Regions from separate parts of the Mus musculus genome. Here region 2 is linked to region 1. A link is a contact called in public promoter capture Hi-C data. All regions are on one chromosome and are shown on one strand. Each heading gives the region's core, a stretch centred on a gene start, on an enhancer-like site or on the middle of the called end of the contact. The rest is flanking DNA. Distances are from core to core; before and after follow the strand shown. Region 1 holds the start of Taf1c (TATA-box binding protein associated factor, RNA polymerase I, C). Region 2 holds the start of Cibar2 (CBY1 interacting BAR domain containing 2).

Region 1 (7,108 bases), core at 3,216-5,715:
AGGGAGACGGATCACGGAAGGCAAGCGTCTCGGTGTCCTTGTAGATCGTCTGCAGCCTTGAGGAGGAAGGCAGGCCATGAGTGTGGGCCTGGTGGGGGCTGGGGGCGCAAGGGTGTTGAGGGGCTGGGCTAGAGGGAAGGGAGACTAGGGCCATGGAGCGGAAGGCCGCGGTTCTGCTTTAGAACGGAAGGTTTGGGGAAGAGTAGTTACCCAGCTTGTGGGGTCCACAGACAAACAGCTCCGGAACGGCTGCAGATGGCCAGCTCTCCTGACAGGTGAGGGCTACAGAGCACAGGGTGCTGCATTATCAGCCAGCAATGCAGCCCTTCTCCCAGACCCTTGTCCGCACCGGGAAGCCCACATCCTTTACCTGAGGCTAATACCAGTGGCCCCTTTCTCCACCTGCATCACCTGCAGGAGTGCTGGTGGCCCCTGCTTATCAATCTTCCACGTGGCACAGTGATAGTCAGAGCGGACGGCCAGAAGCGCTGGGGGGGACAGGGAGGTCAGGCCTGCGGAGTGTGTGTGTAGGAGGGTGATGGTTGCACAAGGAAGAGGGAGTGAAGAAATCTTACTTTCTCCCTGGACGGTGCTGGTCACCACCTGCCGTACAGGTCCCCGCAGCTGGACGTGCCCAGGGTTCTCAAGGATCCGGGGGTTGCCACCTGAAGTCACACTGACCTCCTGGAAATCTGAGCCCCTGATTAAGGACTGGGGGTAGATTCTGGTTGCCCCGGCTCACTCTTTTCCTGGCCCACCCTGTGGATGGTGTCAGCATCCCCACCAAGTGAGAAAGGATACACAGCTTGTCCAAGGCACCTCCACTAGGGTAGACCAGCTGTCCGGCCCGCGCTGTCCTTCCGGGCAGCCAGGCCAACGCGCCCCCGGTGAAGGCCTCATCCATCAGCAGCTGCTCCCAGCGCATGGCCAGCTCTTCATGCAGTAGCTTCCCCATGAGTAGTGACACTGACCTGCTCAGGACAGGACCCCCAACGATGGAGAAGCGACGCAGCCGGCGGCTGAGGGAAGCCCAGGGACACCTAGGGACAGAGCAGCAGAGGATAACACTGGGACAGTGAAGGACACGCAGAGAACCTCTTCCTTAGCTGCCTAGAATATACCCTTCCCTGTTCCTGGACCCCAAACCTTGAATATCTCGGTGCCTCCTAGCAAGTGCCTCGCAGATGTTCCCAGTCAAGGCAACCATAGACTTCTGGGGGTTGTGTGGTAGCTCGGAAACTGACTCTTCCCTTGGAACAAGTAGCCATCCTGTTGCTGCTTGAGTCAGGTCAAACAGAGGGATGGAAGTGGACGAGAGAGCCCTGTCAACACTCCGAACACCTGGATGTAGCCACGCCTAAGGTTTTTTTTTTTTTTTTTTTTTTTTTTTTACTCAAAGTGATTTTATTGCTTGTGCACACAACAGCGTTTATGCCACTAGAGCAGAGGCTGTGGATGACTCATATTTCCAATTGGGTGGGAGCACCCGCTTAGTCTTATAGTATCGAGCCAATCGGTGAATTCTGCTCTCTATCAGAATCAGGCGGAATTTAGCATCCTTATCCTTTCTGTTCCTCTCAAGGTGCTTTCGGACAGCAACAGCTTTCTTAATCAAATGGTAGAGATCCTCGGGGAGGTCAGGGGCAAGGCCTTTGGACTTGAGGATTCTCAAGATTTTATTTCCAGTCACAAAACGGACCTGGGCCACCCCGTGTGAGTCCCTCAGGATTACACCTATCTGGGAGGGAGTCAGGCCTTTCTTGGGCAATTTGTAAATCTTTTCCTTCACGTCGTCAGACGTCAACTTCAGCCACGTGGGGACGCTACGGCGGTAGGGCAGCGCCGACTGGGACAGGCCCTTCCCGGGAGCGTGCATGCGACCCATGATGGTGGAGGTCTGGCAGCCCACGCCTAAGGTTTACCAATGACCAATCTGCTTTTCCCTTACGCTGCCGGGGATTTTGTGAACTCATGGCTCAGGACTGTGTGGGGCTGGAAAAGCCACTATGACGAAAACCTGGTCAGTGTCCCAGGTCCTTCCACATCTCACGGCAGGCCAGTCCATGGCTGCTCTCTCATTGGCTACTTGCCCCCAGGGTTGGTGTCCGCCGAGGTCCTGAAGCAGCTTCTTCGCGCTGACTATAGTCATCTTTTTCGAGTAGCCCTGCAGGGAAGGGCTGTCAGGTTGGTACCCTTGGGTCTCACCAGGGAGGCGGCTGACCATCCACCCGGTGGTGGCGGCTCCTTACCCGGTTCCCCTCCAATCTGAAGTTCTCCAGCATGAGTCTCCCCAGGGGTGCGAAGGCTATGTCCCCATGGTCCCACAGGAAGCGGCTGAGCTGGAGGGAACAGCTGTGTGAGTCAGCATAGCACAGGCGCTGAGAACCAGTCTCACCCAGGGACACTTACCTGCTCAGTGACATCCAGCACAGCCTGAGACTGGTACTGGTAGCAGTGACCTCCCCGGAAAAGGAAGTCCTGAGCTGTCACACCAGGGTCCCAGGGATCTAAGGGGAGAAGGAGATCAGAGAAGAACCTGAGAAGGAATGGGGACAGGATACCCCTGGAGGTCTGAGGTTCCCCTTGTGCGTGTGATGGCTGAGGTCCTTGGAGGGGGCCCAAAAGGAGAGAGACTCTTACCAGGATCAGGAGGCATCAGGAGGGGGAGGGGTCCTGGCGTCGATGGCTCCCACAGTAGGTTCTTGGCAAAGGACAAGGTCGGATCCTAGGGAAACGGGGCAGCAATAACATGACAGGTGTGCAATCCCTGCCAATTAACTAACTCAGTCCTCGGGACAAATGTGAAAAGGTGGTCACTTCGCTAATGAGGAACCCTGAAGCATGAGGCTGCCGCCCTAGGTGACAGAAGCAACAAACAGGCATGGACTTGAACCCAGGCAACCGACTCCAGAGTCTGAACTGAATTCTAAACTTCATTCACAGCAGCTTTCAAAGGAAGCGCCTAAGTCATGACTGCCTACCCACAACCCAATGAGCTCCAACTTCCTCAGCTATCTCCTCTGAGTCCTGCCATTCAGTGGGCACCCTTGTCCCAAGGACCAAGAACTCCCCTCCCCCAACACCCTCTCTTTGACATGCTCTCCTCAATGTACTCAATACAAGGCTGCTAGAGATGGACCTCCCAAGAGCAGAAATCCTGCCCCTGGCATTCCACTAATTCAGGCAAGTCAAGGCCACACTATAAAAGGTCTGCCCGTTGGTGTACAGTCTCTCACCATAACTGGAAGTCCCTTAGGTGGGGTTGCCTGACTTCCTCATGCTGGGCTCCTGGGCCTGTAAGGACCCCAACACATAAACACCTGCTGAACCCAGGGAGAGGGAGCGAGGAAAGAGGAGCCACAGCCTCTGTTGAGAGACACTGTCTGGACAGCAGGGCAACCGGTGCGCAGCTCAAGTAGCAGCTGCCTAGACCTCTTTTCCCAATAAGTGAGCAAGGAGGAGGAACAGACCAAGGAAAGGACCCTATTTCCATCCTCACCTTGCAGTTCTGTGGCTGGGACCCTGGCAGGGTCAGTGCATCTCTCCAGCTGCACATGAAGGACAGGTCAGGGCCATCAGTCATGCCAAGTGGACCGGCCTTAAACAATGAAGGGCGCAGGGTGCCAGGGAAGTCCATCCTGGAGAGAATGTATCTAACGTTACACACGCCTTCATTAGGAGTCTCAACAGTGCACCAGGGTTCTCAGAACACAGTAGGGGAGACCACTACAAGGTAGCAGATAAAGACCAGACTATGCCTAATGCCAGCGCGTCAGCAGGGCTGCCCAAGGACTGCTCACTCTCTTGAGGGCAGCCAGACAGATATCTCTGCTCACACCTTGGAAGAGGGGCTGGGGAGAAAGTGATCGCAAAAGGCCTCGTGGCAGGTAAAGTGCCAAAGAGATAAGCAACCACAGAATATACAAAGGGGAGAGTGTGGAGGACCAAGTGATGCCGATGAAGGCTGAGCGTTCATCAACGCGCTGCGCATGACAGTAGCAGGCTGACTTTCTTCCACCCCTCTGTGGACATGGGCTGCGTACTATTCCTGCTTCCCCACTGCCAAACACAGGCTTCTCCGAAAATGCCCGTGGGCTGAATAAATGCAGGAACTCTTTAGAAGCAGTAACTGTCAAGTCAGCCCTCATTTTTAGTAAAAATTAAATCTAACATCCGCAATAAGAGCACCAGCAGAGCACTAGTACCCGCTGGACAAGACGTGAAGGCGCTGAATTTAGAGTCTGAACTGAAAACCGGTGTGTAGTAACCACAAGTGTTCCCGGACCGCCCTCCCTCGTGGCCAGCATCTAGGACGAGCCTCAGCGCTGTAATCGACCAGTCTCTATAGCCACGTGGTCTGCCACGTGCTCTCAGCATTCCCGCAACAGCCTCACCTGACCCCGGGGCCGCAAAGGAGCCAGAGTGCCGAACCTCAACGCCGCCACCCACAACTGTTGGAGCAGACTAAACTGTTTTCCGGATCAGGCCGGAAGTTCGCCCGAGAAACAGGAAGTCCCGCCCCCAGATCATCTAACCGAGTCCTCCAGCGCCACCTGCAGAGCTGAGGGCCAATATGCATGGTCGTGGCGCCTAAGCTATGAAATTTCCATCCTATTTCACAAAAGTGTTGAGAAGCTTGAATTGATCCTCTCAACGAACAAGTGAGCACCTCCGATGAGCCACGCACTGTATTTATTACCCACAAGTCCTAGAATCCGCTTCATAGACACCTCTGGGTGCATGTGTGGCTTTAACAGGGGCCAGGAGGGAATATTAGCTTGTCATTCTCAAGCTAATATTCCTTGTGTGTGCACCTGCGAGTTTTGGGGGATCTGTTCAAACTCGCTCGCATGCAGCGAGTCCTGGGCTCTGCCTGTAAGTTGCCTTGGTCCTGACACTATCGCGTAAAACTTAGGACGCGTGGCTCTGCTGACCACTTGCTTTCCATCGCCTGGAGGCTAAGAATATCTTCAGATAGAATCGAGACAAGGAACAGATTCTCCTGCGTCACTGCAACCTACCTACATGACATTCCCGCCAATGTGTTTGACGACTTCTTTGGGTTTGACTTTCCTTTGTCCTGTAATTATCAGAACTTCATAAATCGGTCTTCATGGTGGAGCAAGTTATTCAGGGAGAAAAATCTGTGTTCCTGAGTTTATTAAGGGATCTCTAAAGGAACAGAACTGATTGAATGAGTATGGAATAGAGGAGATTTTATTAGACCGGCTTACAGGCTGTGATCTGCGTAGTTCAATAATAGCTGTCTTATGACAGAAATGGCAAGGAGAATTTGGTACTGTTCCGTCCACGAGGCTGGTTGTCTCAGCAGTTCTGATCTGGTGCTGTAGTCCTGGGCCATTCCTAAAGAGCCGCCGAGCTTCAGTCTCTGTTGGAATCCTAAAGAAATTGATTTGAATACTGAAAGGAAAACTTCAGCAATGCCATAAAATAAATGGTTTTGCCGGTGAGGGTGAGGTCCAGCAGGCACAAATCATGGTTTCTTTTTCCATTTCTTTTATCTGGGCTGCCACCAGAAGGTGATTTAGGATGGCTCTTCCTCCTTCAAATAATCTGATTAAGAAAATCCCTCACAGGGCTGGAGAGATGGCTCAGCGGTTAAGAGCACTGACAGCTCTTCCCAAAGTCCTGAGTTCAAATTCCAGCAACCACATGGTGGCTCACAACCATCTGTAATGGGGTTTGATGCCCTCTACTGGTGCCTCTGAAGACAGCTACAGTGTACTTGCATATAATAAATAAATAAATAATTTTTTTTAAACTTCCTCACAAGTGTGCCCAGCAGTTTGGGTCCCAGTTAATTTCAAATATTCAGTTGACCACCAAAACTAGCCATCATATGGGGGCATGCTCGTTGGTGTCTATTTGGCTCATGCATAACTTTATTACTATTATTATTTTATTGATTTTTTTTTTTGAGACAGGGTTTCTCTATGTGTAGCCCTGGTTGTCCTGGAGTTTGCTCTGTAAAGCAAGTTGGTTTCAAACTCAGAGATCTACCTGTCTCTGCCTCCTGATAATGGGATTAAAGGTGTGTACCCCCATGTCTGACTGTCAGCTGCCTTCTCTGTAAGATGAGGGCTGTGTTTGAGTCAACCTCTTTCCCATTGCTGGGTAATACAGGAATTCCCTGCTTATGGCTTTAGCACCACTGTCTAGCTAGAAATGCACCATTATCCCTGTATCTTGATATCAAGGTACATCAGGGGCTACCTAGAGGTATGTTAAAGCAGTTTGCTGAGCAGTTGGGTGTGGTAACACACATCTTTAATCCCACCCTCAAGAGACACAGAAACAGGCAGATCTCTGTGAGTTTGAGGCCAGCCTGGTCTACAGAGCAAGTTCCAGGACAGCCAGGGCTGTTACACAGAGAAACTCTGTCTCAAAACACAAAAACAAAAACAAAATAAAAAACAGTTTGCCGGGCTGAGTGTCTAATTTAGTGGGTCTGGGGTAACACTGCTGACCCATAGCCCACATAAATGAGAAACACTGCTTTAAAGGATCAATTTGTGTGGGGTGTGGTGGTACAAGCCTTTAGTCCCAATACTTGGGAAACAGAGGCAGCTGGATCTTCCAGTTTGAGGCTAGTCTGGTCTACAGAATGAGTTCAGGGACAGCCAGAGCTACACAAGGAAACCTTGTATCTAAACAAAAACAAACTAACAAAGGATCTGTTTGCAAGGAGCCAGGGGAGGGAGCTCAGCGGTATAGTGTCTGTTGGCTTAGCATGCACAAAGCCTTGGGTCTCATTCCCAGCACCACACAAGCCAGTGGTGGCTCACATCTGTAATCCCAGCTCTCCTCTCTGCAGAAGAGACAGAAGAACCAGCGGTTCAAGGTTTTTTTGGCTACATAGCAAGTTGAAGGCAAGATTGGAATAAATTGGGCCCTGTTTTTTGTGTTTTGTTTTGTTTTGTTTTTAAATCAATTTGCAAGCTGGGCAGTGGTGGCCCAGGCCTTTAATCCCAGCACTTGGGAGGCAGAGGCAGGCAGATTTCTAAATTCAAGGCCAGCCTGGTTTACATACAAAAAAAAAAAAATCAATTTGCAGATTGTCAGTTTCCAGCTAGTTTGTGTTTGGAAA
Region 2 (7,108 bases), core at 2,666-5,165, 570 kb after region 1:
AGATGCTGGGTAGGGATGCTGAGGTGGAGGTGCTGAGGTGGGGATGCTGAGGTGGGGATGCTGAGGTGGGGATGCTGAGGTGGGGATGCTGAGGTGGGGATGCTGAGGTGGGGATGCTGGGGGGGATGCTGAGGTGGGGATGCTGAGGTGGGGATGCTGAGGTGGGGATGCTGAGGTGGGGGTGCTGAGGTGGGGATGCTGAGGTGGAGGTGCTGAGGTGGGGATGCTGAGGTGGGGATGCTGAGGTAGGGGTGCTGAGGTGGGGATGCTGAGGTGGAGATGCTGAGGTGGGGATGCTGAGGTGGGGATGCTGAGGTGGAGATGCTGAGGTGGGGATGCTGAGGTGGGGATGCTGAGGTGGGGATGCTGAGGTGGGGATGCTGAGGTGGGGGTGCTGAGGTGGGGATGCTGAGGTGGGGATGCTGAGGTGGGGATGCTGAGGTGGGGGTGCTGAGGTGGAGGTGCTGGGTGGGGATGCTGAGTTGGGGGTGCTGAGGGGGAGGATGCTAGGTAAAGATGCTGGGTGGTGCTCAACTGCCCAACACGGAGCTGGAAGCTTCAATTTTTCCACTGGTTAGACCAAGAAAGGGTGCCTCATACTCGAAATTCTGGCACCCAGGAGGCTGAGGCAGGGGGCTGGCCTTGAGATCCAGGCCAGACTGTGCTACAGACTGATCTTGTCCCTACGAAAAGGACAGCGAGCAGAGGAAGCCACCCAGGTGATCATGTGACATCTCCATTCACCATGCACCGTGGGAGAAGCTTAGCTGTCTCTTTCAGGGACAGTCACCCTGTCCCAAGAGCTCACACATCCTGGCTATGTGTGGGTGTAGCAGGATCTGTCTGTCACACAACCTGTGCCATGTGTATCCCTCTGTAGTGCTTGGCCATAGGAGACCTGTGCATTCATCTCTGCCAGTCATACAGGGTGTTTCCAAAAAGACATTGATCGCTCCACCGCCATCTCCTTTATCCTCTGGACTGCACAGGAATCTATGGCCCTCATGGGACTCCCAATAGGGGCTTCCAGGTCCCCTTGACTCCAGCAGCCCTCACTCAACCCCACGAAGCCCTCTAGCTCTCTACCCTGTCACCAGCATGACCACGAGGGGAGGGGATGTCCCCTGCTCGCCCTCCCGCCCAGAGCTATGATCACCTCTGCCTGCCGATAATCCTGCACTTTGGCAAGGTCCTCGGCGAAGTCTCGAATGGTGGCCCGCAGCTCAGGGTTCTCCGTGTTGGCAAAGTCTATCAGCTGCTTCACCAGCTGGTCAGCCTTGTCACGAAGTCGGGCCGTCTTGCGTGTGTAGGAGGCCAGCAGTGAGCAGAACTGACCGAAATACCTCTCAGCATTTGTCACCGTGTTCTCCATGGCCCTCACCTGGCTGTCCCTGGGTGGGGGTGGGGGTGGGGGGATAGCGCTAAGTGCAGAAAGTCCACGCTCACTGGAACCACCATACCCACCTCTCCAGTGGGCAAGCACTTGACACTTGTACTCCTGTGCACAAATCCACCTCTGTATATACCTAAGTGCATTACTGATAATCTAAAAACGTGAACTGGGTGTGGTCAGGCATGCCTTGAATCCATCCAAGCACCTGGTCCTTGGGCAGTTCTGAGGAATATCGTGAGCCCAGTGAGGCAGAAGACAAGACCTGCCGGTGCCCCGTGGTTGAGCAAGAGTTGATAGATCAGGTGGGCCCTTTGTTCCCTGGGACCTGTGAAGGGCTGCAGCACCCCCACAGTCTCGTGCACTCCACTGTACCAGCCACAGAAGCCTCTCCTCCAGCCCCCTCCACACCCATGGGCCTTTTCCTGTTAGTTCCTCTTTCTCCCTTCTTAGAAGCTTTTGGGTTAAATGAATGGCCCTTTGGGAATCTATTTGAGGCTGACAGATAGTTCAAGGGTCTGGAGAAACAGCTGGGGGGAGGGGGGAGACGGACACCACACAAGCATGGAGACCGGAGTTCAGATCCCCAGCCCCTGTGTTAAATGGGGGGAGGAGCTGAAGAGATGACTCAGTGGTTAAGCCTGTCTATTGTTTTTGTAGAAACACCCAAATTCAGTTCTCAGACTCACAACCACCTGTAGCTGCAGCTCAGAGCAATATGTCCTCCTCGGACACTTGTACTCCTGTGCACAAATCCACCTCTGTATATACCTAAGTGCATTACTGATAATCTAAAAACATGAACTGGGTGTGGTCAGGCATGCCTTGAATCCCAGCACTGGTGAGGCAGAGACAGGCTGATCTCTGGGATTTTGAGACCAGCCTGGTCTACACAGAGAGTTCTAGGACAGCTAAGGACTACATAAAGAAACCCTGCCTCAAAAAACAAAACAATGCAAAATACACACACACACACACACACACACACACACACACACACACACACAATCTTAAACAAGACAAAAGGTCAGGAGTGGCCCCCACATACACCTGTAACTCCAGCATTGTGGGGCTCTGAGACAGAAGGATGCCTGAGTTTTTATCTGCCAGCCCAGCTCCTGATTCAGTGAGAGATCCTGTCTCAATAAATAAGCAAGAGCAATCGAGGGGACACCCAGTGTCTTCCTCTGTCCTCTGCACAGTGTGCACAGTGTTAGAGACACACACATACATAATTAATTTATACTCATAATTAAATTTATACTTAATTTATACTCCCTTCCCAGTGTCTTGCATCTTGCAGTCCATTTGGTACCAAGGATGCTCTGATAGGGAGTTGTGGACAGCTGTGATGGCTGTCACTGGATGCTACACGATGCCATCCGACCCCATCAAGCTCCCTGCGGAGTACTTGGGCTCTCTATCACCCTTACTCCTCTGCCTGGTCCCTTCTCCCTCCCACCAGCCCTGGGCTCCTCCACAGAGCTCTTTGCAGACCACTGACCACCGCATGCCACACGCTTGCCTTCTCTGACACACCTCCAGGGCTCATGCCGCCTCCCACACCCCGCATCCTGCCCACAGCCAGCGTTAGTGACAACCTGTGTGCTCAGTCTTCATAAGGGTACAGGAGGCTCCTGAGGCGTCCTGTCACAGTCCCCTCCCCTCAGCCCCAGGTCTTTCCTGTCCCTTGCTGCCCTCCCTTCTCTAGAACCCAAGCCCCTCTTGTGGCCTCTAGTGGTGGCCACTTGGCAGACCCCATAAGGAGCACTGTCTCACGCCTGCTAATGAGCTTCAACTTTGTAGTTTGCAAATGCTCCGCTCACACTTCCCTAGAAGAGGTTGCTATTGACATTTTTTTTTTAATCAAGTAAACAAAAGCCCAGAGATGCAAAGCATCCCGCCCAAGGGCATACAGCAGGCCAGACTCCAGGATGGCTGTCACTCATACACAGTTAGACAGGCAAGCAGGCCCCGTGGGTAAGGCTGGAAGCCAGCTTTTAAAGAGCATTCTGGGTGCATCCAGGACACTGGAAGTCTGAGTCCTAGGGAGACTCAAAGGCAATCAGGGAGGGCAGGTGACAGGGAGTCTGGGGCCATTAGAGGGAGCAGTGTCAAGGTCTGGGGCCTGGGTTTTTGGAGGGGTTCCTAGGGGGCAAGCAAAAGCAGGGAACAGACCAGAGAGTGGCTACACTTGCTCTTCACGCAGCACAGGTGAGGCCGACAGATCGCATTCTGGTAACCTCTATGCTTCAAGCCCTCCCTCCACTTTGAGAAGGGATGGCAGGGGGCTCACCTGCCCTCCTCCCCGATGTGGCAGAACGTGAGGATCCCACCTGCATACCCCTCCCAGCAGCGCAGGCTGCTCACCTGGAGAGGACGACGTTCATTGTGGACAGAGAGAGGCACCTGCTGCCAGGATCTTGGGGAGGATAAGGACAGGGCCCCAGGGGTCCCCTAGTCAGAGAGAAGGCAGCTAGTACTGGGCCCAGCTGTGTGGTCTGGCTAAGCTCAAGGGACTCTGCTGCCTGGTTGCCAGGCAACGGGCCATCCCCAGGCAAGCCCTGGGAGGAGCCCAGCTGGTTGCTGGGCAACCAGGGCCTCCCCTGCGGGGTGAGGAGGGCCAGCTTTGCCTTGGGGCTTAACCACTCTCTGAAATGAATTGGAAGTGGGACACAGAACCTCCACATGCCTTTGAATATGGTGTTCTTGGGGGTTCAAAGTGCTTGTAACCACCAGGAACGGACAGGGAGATCCCCGAAGGGAGCTTGCCTGGGACTTCACCCTGGACCCTGCTGTGTAGAGTCTCCTCCACCCTCAAGGCAGAAGGCCCGGTGGGCGGGGCGTGGGAGCCAGTGTCACTGAGGGTGGGGGGAGTAGACGGTAAAGGGAAGCGGAGAAGGTGAACCAAAGGAGTGCGGGGGGGGGGGGTGCGGGGGGACAGGCAGCAGCTCAGAGGAGTGCCTAGCGAATCAGGCAGTCCTGGGCTTCCCAGAGTATGCGACTCCCACTGTTAGACTTGGGGAAGGTGACTCCAGCGTCAGAGCACTAACACGTTGAGAGGTCTGCGGGTCACAGCCCCCGCCCCGCCCCGCCCGCCCCGCCCCGCCCCACTCGCCCCGCCCCACTCCCCTTTTCACTTAAGGTGCAAAGCAGGCCTGGTGGTGGAGGCAGAGAACCCAAGGCAAGATATTGATAGTTCCACGGGACGCCTGTCACACTGGGTCGTTTTTTTGTGTGCGTCCCAGCTCCATCATGCTGGGATTTGTTTTAAACACTTAGTAAGGCAGAAACATTACGGTCAGCTGCTTCAGATTCAAACCCCACGCCTCAGCTCTGCTGTGTGGCCTGAAAGCAAAGCCCTGGTCTCTCTAGTCTCCTAGACAATCGCCCAATAGGAACTGGAGCCCCTGCGGCAGGGATGAGGAGATAGGTGGGCTGGGCACTGGGAGCCGGGTCCCCTGTCCAGCGAGCCCTCAGAGCACACCTGAGTGCTGGGTCTCTGTGGCACATGTGTTATGCTCCCCTTTTGGGGGGCAGGGACAGGTTTCCCCAGACAACACAAATCTCTGTGTGTCCTTTACGGTACTGTGCCCTCTGTTTAGGGGCAGCCATGGCCCTGAACTCCTACCGGGGCTGTGCCAGTCCTGTGATTTTTCTCTCTGAATGATGCTCTGTGTCTCCTGGTCCGTAATCCCTCCCTTCTGAGGTGTTAGCTGAATTGAAAAGTGTCTCCCCAAAGTACATGTCCACCCTGGGTCTCAGAGCATCGCCTTACTGGAAACGGGGTCTCAGCAGACAGGCTGAGCAGATGAGTCACTCCGGCATGGGAGATGGGGCTCATTCAGAGGCTGCTGTTCCAATCTGCAGAGAATCCGCCTCCTGTACCCATTGACGGACTGTGGCTTTTCTGTCTGTGGGTGAGGGATGCCAATGCCCCAAGAATATGGCCAGCTTCTGGAATGCAGAGGTGACTGAATCCCACCTCTGATAGCCAGTGGTGGACGACTACATCCCTGCCTCAGTCTGTCTGGGGTCTTCTCTATCTTAAGGAATCGGTTTCCTCCAGACCCCAGCTATTCCAGTTAATCAGCTTCGTCCCTGTCTGCCCTGTACTATAGCCTGTGACCACCAGAGGGCGACAGAGACCACACTCCAGTCCTCCTGCTTAGGGTGGCGGGATTGCAGAGGGGACACAGGAGACTGGAGACACAGGTATGGCATAGGTGTGGAGGACAGACTGTGCGAGGTCTCGTCATTGGCTCTCTTGGAATCCTTGGAAACCTTATGAATTTGAAAAAATGAAAACTGTCTCGGGCTATGCAGAACTAAGACATGGGGGTCAGAGTGGAGGTTGGCCGACTGGAGAGTCACCAACCCGCATTGTCCAGGGTGGCCACTGGAGGGCGCATATTCTCTGTCCTTGTCTGGTTCTCTGTAGTCCCTTTCCTGTCTTTCTCTGTGTCTCCGTGTTTCTCCTTGTTTCTCTGTCTTTATCTGTGTCTGTCTCTGCCTCTCTCTGTCTCCCTCTGTCTCTCTCTCTGTCACTGTCTGTCTGTCTGTCTGTCTGTCTGTCTGTCTGTCTGTCACTCTCTCTCCCTTCTCACAATAGATGCACATCTTGCTGAGCCATGTGGGTCAGGTACACATAGCATGAGGCCCAGCTTATATCTCAGGAAGGCAAGGACACACATCCTGGTCACTCCCCACCCAAGAAAGGAGCCCAGCTACCATCTGGCATTCGCCATGCTCACAGTCATGTGTGTTACATGGGATCCTGTCATATCTGTAGGAAGTTTTCCCTCCAGTCCCGGGGGCATGTCACATGGCAGTCCAGGTGTCCCCCTCTTGCTCCTGGGTCCCTGTGGTATCTGTGAGGCAGTCTCTGGCAGCTACGTTCTTAAACAACTAGGAAAAAAGAGGGGGAAAACTCAAGTTGAAAACCCAATGCCAACTCCCAGCCGTGGTCCACAAGCAGAAAACCCAGGACGACTCTGAGCAGAACCTGAGGGCTCAAGTGCCTCTCAGTTAGGCTTTGGCCTTGGGTGTGCTGTGTGACCTGGGCAGTCACTGTCCCTCTCTGGGAAGCTCTGTGAGGCTCTGGAGTAGGAGCAATGGTCTGGGAGCTGGCCCTGGAGATACGGGTTATAAGAGGTCACCTCCCCTACCACCATCTTTTTACTGATCCACAGATTCCTAAAGCCTGCATATTGTGCCTGCTACATGACCTCTTGCCCTCTGTCAGGTGATCTTGCTGTCACACTCACCTCCTATTAAGAAGGATTTAAATAGACAGGTCAAGAGAAACCAGGCTGGACTGGAGAGATGGCTCAGTGGTTAAGAGCACTGTCTGCTCTTCCAGAGTTCCTGAGTTCAATTCTCAGCAACCACATGGTGGCTCACAACCATCTGTAATGAGATCTGGTGCCCTCTTCTGGCATAGAGACAGGCAGGATGCTGTATACATTTTTTATATATATATAAAAAATATATATATATATGAGAGAGAGGCAGAGAGACAGAGAGACAGAGAGACACCAGGCTGTGTGATGTACACACTTGCCATCTGGATCCTTGTGAATGACGGCTGAATACTGGTCCATCCCAGACCATATGCTCGGATGTGATCTGTCACTGGAGGAATATAAACTAAGTGCCTACTGTGTGCACAGCCATCAATCACCAGGCACTTGGGCCATGTCTGTGAAAGAACAACAG

What was found. Promoter capture Hi-C pulls out the DNA fragments that hold promoters and counts their contacts.
Region 2: a contact with region 1 is called in a promoter capture Hi-C map of the C10 cell line, with 5 times the contacts expected there. The contact joins the promoter of Cibar2 here to the promoter of Taf1c in region 1. A contact is called at or near these places in 1 of 39 promoter capture datasets (the C10 cell line) and 1 of 115 datasets of contacts at active chromatin or transcription factors (microglia).

Annotation. Positions count from the first base shown.
Region 1 is chr8:119,600,741-119,607,848 of GRCm38.p6, forward strand. Taf1c (TATA-box binding protein associated factor, RNA polymerase I, C) reads right to left here and starts at 4,466. Exons shown (of 15, transcript NM_021441.3): 1 at 4,395-4,466; 2 at 3,500-3,638; 3 at 2,641-2,725; 4 at 2,410-2,507; 5 at 2,250-2,339; 6 at 2,091-2,164; 7 at 802-1,040; 8 at 576-692; 9 at 371-488; 10 at 211-282; 11 at 1-56. The coding sequence starts at 3,637. It also overlaps the pseudogene Rps13-ps4.
Region 2 is chr8:120,173,554-120,180,661 of GRCm38.p6, forward strand. Cibar2 (CBY1 interacting BAR domain containing 2) reads right to left here and starts at 3,916. Exons shown (of 9, transcript NM_001033980.2): 1 at 3,761-3,916; 2 at 1,157-1,391. The coding sequence starts at 3,780.